2 separate regions of the Sus scrofa genome follow, and region 2 is linked to region 1. The links are chromatin contacts, called in public HiChIP or PLAC-seq maps. All regions are on one chromosome and are shown on one strand. The core of a region is the stretch at or near the end of the contact, and the rest is flanking DNA. Distances in the headings are between cores, read along the strand shown. Region 1 overlaps C10H9orf3 (aminopeptidase O). Region 2 overlaps C10H9orf3 (aminopeptidase O).

Region 1 (3,448 bases), core at 667-3,166:
GAGTGGGGGTGGCAGGGATGAGGGAGTTTCTAAACAAGGAGAAAACTAGAAAAAAACAGGGATCAAATGCTATTTTAGTAGACAGACAATAAAACCAACTCAGTATCTTTCACTCAGGGATAAGGAAGTAAACATTACCTCATTTTTACATGAGAGTACAGATCTTGAAAAGAGGGTCTTAAAACAAAAACGGGGTCAGTAGCTCGCTTTAATAAAGTACACTTCGCTTTGTAAAATAAACATTTACTCCCTCTAAAGCCACCCTAGGATGAAAAAGTACTAAGTAATAAACCAAAATGTTTGCAAAGCCACCGAGAGATATCTTACACTAGCGAATGGGCTCAGACGCTGTGCCGGGGGGGCCACCCACCCTGGCAGCTGGCACGGCGGCAACCGGGAAATGCTCTGTGGGTCACTCCACTGCCACCCACGGAGAAATCAAATGAAATTTCACATGACTTCCAGGCGGACTCTGTTTAACACGGTTGTATGGGGGCAGCAGACAAGACACCGCTACCAGGCACACTATGGAGTGATTAAGAAAAACAAAGCACATGCTTCGGAGCATTATCTCCTGAGAAGGCAGCTCCTGTGAACATTATAAAAAGAATTTGCCTTTATTTCTGAGGGTCTAGTAGCACTCACACCCACAGTTCAACAGTGACAGGAATAGAAAGTTCTTTTTCCTTTGCACAAACAAGGAATTCATGATGAGGTTATTATTTTTTCCATATGGAAACCAGCTCGGTATTTTTAAATTGCATCTGCCTCAGAAACTTAGACAAAATAAGAATGGGGTGCCAAAGTCATGTGGGTACTGGAAACAGAGAACTTCACAACAGTGGGAAACGTACTCGCGCCCAACACACAGAAGACCTGAGGAGGTCAAGTCACTACAATGAGATGTGCTAAGACTTTAGGAGTCTGTGTTCTTGCTCTAAACAGGGAGGATTCCATGGTTGCTAATTACCCAGAAATGCAAAGGGGGGGGGGTAAAAAAAGTCTACCTCGTAATTTTTCCCAGTCAACATAAGAGTTGAGGCAAGCCGCACAAGTCTGAACAGTTCTCAAGAGTTGGTACATACAATCTTGGAAAGAAAGTATGGATTCTTCCAACACCACCCCCCCGTACCCCTACCTCCCAGTCTACAAGCAGCACAAAGAAAAGGAACCCTGATTCTTCTAGAAGCCTAAGAGGCCGCGTAGGGCTGTCCCGGGGGCTTCACTCACTCCTGGCTCCCCGAAGACCACCCACACAATGGAGGCCCCTCCACCGGTTCTCTCGCTGTAGCGCCACCCTGAAAGGGCCAGCTGGCCTCCGAGGGCAGAAAATGTCCCCGACGCCTTGCACACTGACCTTCCACAAGCAGGACAGACGCAGGAAGCTGGGGCACGCGCACGTCCGAGGCCCCCGGCCGCACCCCTCCTAAAGCAAAGGAGGGCACCTCCCCTCGCAGCCCAGCTGGCGCTGCAGCCGCACACGAAGGCAGCCTCCTCGGAGAGGCTCCCAGACGGGGGTGAGCCCGGGACTGATGCAGCCACCGACTGACAGTGGCGTGAGTTCTATTATTACCCCATTAGCACTCTGGGATCTGTGCCTAAATGAAGCATGCTTCCTCCCTGATGCCGCTTCCTTTTATCCTGGCTGGAGACTAACAGCGGATCAATGGGGGCAATACATATGATGTCACTTCAATTTACAGCGACGGCCTCCCTCTCTTTCAGCTGGTCTGAAATACACGGAAAGATCGATTCTTCCCAAAAATGGTTAAAAAATGCTTAGGGAGCATTCTTCGTCCAGAAAAGCATTCTCTGCTATATTTGTCGATGTTACTACGGCAGGAACTGTTTACACTGAACAAAAACAGAAGAAATGGGGGAGGGAGGAAAACCTCAAATTCTCCTGGACGCTGGCTACATGGAGGGTCCAAACCAGAATTGGGGTGGCTGACCTTTGGAAGTCACACATTTTCTGGCACAGAGGTACAAAAGAGACAGCGGTTCTCCATGGCCCCTTGGATTAAAAAGGTAATCCCACAGATATAAAGTGTCCTTTAAATCAGCCTTCCCCAGAAGTCTAACAAATTCCCTTCTACTCTTCCCAGAAAACACACCCACCCCACTCTACACCCTCAAGTGCCCCCACAGAGCACAGGTGTGACAGCAAACTGTTCCCATTCATAGGTCTTCCCACGAAGGGCCACGAGGAACTCCGACAACAGGACACAAGACAGAACTTTAAACCAAGGTATCCTGCAGACACTGCTCTGAACCAAAATAAAACACGGTAAGTAAAAATCTTGGGTTGTCTGAGTTTTCATACGATGAGCTTTGAAAATGGGGTAAAACTGAGATAGAATCCATGGAGATTCTCAAAACAAAAGCGTTCTTCTTCCTCACAATCCCCAAACCCCAAATCCTGAGAATCAGAACTCTGGTGAGCTGACTCTGCCCACCCCAAACCCTGACCAGGACCATGTTAGTATAGATCTTCTTTCATCTGTCACTTTTCTTTTTTTTTTTTTTGTCTTTTTGCTATTTCTTGGGCCGCTCCCGCGGCATATGGAGGTTCCCAGGCTAGGGGTCAAGTCGGAGCTGTAGCCACCAGCCTACGCCAGAGCCACAGCAACGCAGGATCTGAGCCGCATCTGCAACCTACACCACAGCTCACGGCAACGCCGGATCGTTAACCCACTGAGCAAGGGCAGGGACCAAACCCGCAACCTCATGGTTCCTAGTCAGATTCGTTAACCACTGCGCCACGACGGGAACTCCCATCTGTCACTTTTCTAATGACAAACATGTTTAAGTGACAAAAAGGAATCATGTGACATGTTACACAGGCAAGTGTCTGCTCGAGAGTTGTTGGCAATGCGAATATCATGATATTAGGAAAGGACTTTAAAACTGTAACCTGGATAGAGGAGAAACAGAACTGATTTGAGCTGCTTCTAAAACCAAACTGAAAAACAAACTTACAAAAGAAAAACCATCCTTTCCATGGTGAAGAAAAACAAGACATCTTAAAGAACTGCCAAGTCAAAACAATTTTCTTCAAAATAAAACAATCAATAGGTATATTTATCTAGCATAGTCAGTTATTTCTGATTATCAAACATCTTTAGGGAATATGTCTATAGTCAAGTTCTAGAAAAAGTCAAACAGAAGCAAATATTCACATAATTCACTTCACACAGAAAAAAAGGTGTATTTACTATACTTGGGGGAAAACAATTGTAAAAGCTACAGATGAAAAAAAAAAAAAATCAAATCACACTTCTGAGCCATAGTTCGGTGGTGGTGCTTCCAAAAGTGACACCCAGTGACCAAAACAGACGCCACCAAGAGAGAGTATCTGAAACAATTCATTGGCCTAAATCATTCTCATGTCACATCATAAGGGTCAAATTTTCATGTGCTAACATTTCCCTCACTTTTATAAAACTTA
Region 2 (3,448 bases), core at 401-2,900, 200 kb after region 1:
ATTCTTCAAGAGAATGTTCCTTGATGTTCTGAGTCAGAACGGATCCTATCAGAGCTGTGAAGGGCCCTGGTGAGGATGATAAGGGGTGCTGACCTAGTGCCATTCCTCACCTTGGGCTGGCCGAGGTGGTAGGAAGGGGACCTTCAGCCGTCCTGGCTGAAAAAGGCCAGGTACCTTCCACGGCAGGAAAAGAGTCAGAGACAACAGGAAACCAGACAGAAAAATAAACCCATTCTTTAGAATGGGAGGTAAATTCTAATATTCTTTTAATGTAGAGTCAAAGAATTTAGGCTATGAAAAGTAGGGAGGATGCCTTGGATAAAATACTTTCTTTTCCTTCGCCAATCCTGGGGAACAGGCAGACTTATGTGTGGACTGCTGAGGCTGACATTGAAGTGACATCTGAAAGCAAACACCCCAGTGAAACTGTTATGTAAACCGAAATGGCTAGACATTCCAGGCCCTTGCAGCACAGGGCAGGCTGTGCTGACCATAGCTCGCCACCTGGAAGTAGCCAGTATTTCTCAACAGAAATAGATGGATGCAGATATCCCCTTTGATTTTACAGTAAAGATAGTATTTTATTTTATTTTATTTTGCTTTTTAGGGCCACACCCGAGACATATGGAAGTGCCCATGCTAGGAGGTGAATTGGAGCTACAGATGCTGGCCTATGCCACAGTCACAACATTGCCAGATCCTGAGCCCAATCTGCGACCGACAGCACAGCTCACAACAACGGCAGATTCTTAACCCACTGAGCAAGGCCAGGGATCAAACCTGCATGGATACTAGTTGGGTTTGTTACTGCAAAGCCCCGATGGGTACTCCTAGAGATAGAATTTTACACTGGATAAAACTGTGTAAGTAATGGTGATCTCAAGTTGTTCAAGCTTTCAGAGCAAGGCTTTATAAACTTGATAGGTAGTAACAGGAAGACTTTGCTGTTTCCAATCTGAATGGTAGGAACTAAATTTAATCAAAACAGCAGGCCACAGACTGAAAAGTATATAATATAATATGGACTAATGAGTTATTAGCTCATGTTCACTACAATGAGATTAACTCCCAACAGCATCATAATCAGATCTTGGTATTTTGCTGGGTTAGATCTACGTCCAAAGGACGTCTAGCCAGAAATAAGGTTAATGCATTTCACATTAAAATTCTGACTTAAGTTGCTTTTAAAAAAATCTTCACATTTCATAAACTGATTATGAATCATCAAACCCCTCAAAACCCCTTACATAAACAGTCTTAAAAAAAAATCCTTTTTGAACAGTAGTTAGTTACATGGATGCTGCTTGCATTTTTAATCAACCAATGAACTTTATTTGTAAAACCAAAGATATGATTTTCAAAAGCCATATAAATTTAATGTGCATCACACCAAAAAAATCTGCATATTCAAGTGAACGGCTTTAAAAAAAAAAATTCCTCAAACTAAAAACTGAAGCCATTGATCTCTTCTACCGGCTTTTCTTAAAGCAAACAATCTGAAACATTCTTTTTGAAAAGTGGCTTCACTGATGCTTGTTATATTTTTAATCAACCAATAAGCTTCATTTGTAAAATGCAAGACTTGGCTTACTAATGCCATGAGGCCTGGGCAGAATCATCAGAGAGCGGAGCCCTGCATTTCCTTTGTGCATGAGAGTTAATAGGATTAGGGCTTGAAGAATTGAATAAAACCCTGAGCTGGTTAAGATGGATGTATCACATTTCAGGGTTCCCGTTTCATAACCGGCATGCCCCGCATTTCATAAAATAAAACATGCTGGGGAGCTTATTTAAATGGTTCTTCAGGAATACGCTGATTTCAGAAACTTTAAAAGGAAACGAGTGTCCATTTCCTTGAGCCATATGGCTTTCTGTGTACTCAGCCTGCTCGGTTTTTTGGCGTGCTCCTGCTTCACAGTCAGCCATTCTCAGCTCTGGTCCAGTTACGTGGAGAAGGGAGGACACATTTTTGTGCCCAGAGAATTTCTGTGTATGATTTGATAGTCTCTAATTTTCACAACGATGCCATCTGCACTGGCCTTCAGCAGCTGTGAATATGAATATAGCCAATCGAACCTCAGACGCCAAAGACCTGTTATCTTCCTGCAGATCATGTAATGGAACTGGGGGTCTGCTGCTTTCTGCTATCAAGGTGGTTATTATCAAGTATAATTTGTGGTTGGAAATGTTTGGCATTCCTGTCTAGCAGTAGCCCAGAATGTTTAGAATAGATTTTTACATAGGAGTTCAAACATCTGTCCGTTTCAGGTCAGAATTTCTGTGAGAACTTAAGCGTATAGTATCTAAACAAATGCAGCTGTCCCAGATTAAATGGGAATGGTTTCTTGCATTACGATGCCAAGAAAGGGTCAAGTTTAAAATTAAGACTATAAGAAGAAGCTTAAGAATGATAAGCAAAAGGTATTCTCATTCTACAAAATGCCAGGTAATGTTACCAATTAAGAGCTGGACTTGAAGGCTGTTTAAGCACTATCCGGGCAAAAGACTCCTTTAATTAGCAGTTTATAACACCAATTTGCCTAGGGATTAAAATGCAGCATTACAATTTCATTATCGATTCCTTTCATTTGCAATTCCTCTATTACAGGAAGCCAGTTTGAAGTGAAAAGTGCTTAGTAAATGAGAGCTGTATATAAAACTGCAAAGAAATAGAACGTCAAATTTTGGAAAGGAAGTCGAAAAAGATTATTAAAACAAGCTGTGATGATCTTAACAAAGACACACAGAACCTGTTACTAGGAAGAGTTGTTTGGTCAAATTTCCTGTTTTTTCCTAAGTCCTGGTTTGTTTTAAACATGTCGTCAGCGCACAGTTTATTGCTTCTGATTAACGTCTCTACATGTAAAATCAAGAACTGTTCTCCCGGACTTCTTATTTAAAGATTTTCTAAACAATAAGGATTTTCTCTTTCTTCCCCAGACTGTGGTCTTCACCCTAATTAAGCGCTGATTAGCCGTGGATCAAAATAGTTGAAAATTAATATTAGAAACTAGAAAGTTACCCAAGCATGGGTTAATGAAAGTGTTGGAAAATGAGAATTTCATAAAATGTCACTTTATTCCTAAGCAATTTTACTGCAAGAGTCTAGAAATCACCTTGGAATGCTACAAAGCACCTCAAATCAAAGCCACACTAGTGTTGAGGATCGATCTTTGTCCTGTTGTGTTCGCTTAAAAAAAAGAAAAACGTCTCTGCAAAGACATAGCTGACTTTAACGGCAACATATTATAAAATTAAAAAAAAAAAACTGAATCATACCATTGTGTGTGAAATGTAGGGAAATAAAAATTCCTCCCTTGGGAAAAGAGTATAAAACATTAACATTTTTTTGAGTATTTTATAAATTAGGCAGCTTCATTAAACACATACCATTAGAAATCTCTTCTATTACTGACAACACTTTTCTTAATGGTCTTTACATGTTTAA

What was found. HiChIP or PLAC-seq counts read pairs in DNA pulled down with a chosen protein or histone mark.
Region 2: an H3K27ac HiChIP or PLAC-seq map of skeletal muscle shows a contact between it and region 1. The contact joins two enhancer-like sites. A contact is called at or near these places in 1 of 47 Hi-C or Micro-C datasets (embryonic fibroblasts) and 2 of 2 datasets of contacts at active chromatin or transcription factors (alveolar macrophages and skeletal muscle).

Annotation. Positions count from the first base shown.
Region 1 is chr10:27,107,290-27,110,737 of Sscrofa11.1, forward strand. The region is part of intron 14 of C10H9orf3 (aminopeptidase O); the gene reads right to left. Among named protein-coding and RNA genes, the nearest start is that of MIR23B, 29 kb to the left of the region's middle. Within about 2 kb of position 1,917, at least 42 of the 83 cell types and tissues checked have an H3K27ac peak or open chromatin away from gene starts, as enhancers often do. A contact at or near this core is called in skeletal muscle, where this site is marked.
Region 2 is chr10:27,311,066-27,314,513 of Sscrofa11.1, forward strand. The region is part of intron 5 of C10H9orf3 (aminopeptidase O); the gene reads right to left. Among named protein-coding and RNA genes, the nearest start is that of C10H9orf3, 160 kb to the right of the region's middle. Within about 2 kb of position 1,651, at least 21 of the 83 cell types and tissues checked have an H3K27ac peak or open chromatin away from gene starts, as enhancers often do. A contact at or near this core is called in skeletal muscle, where this site is marked.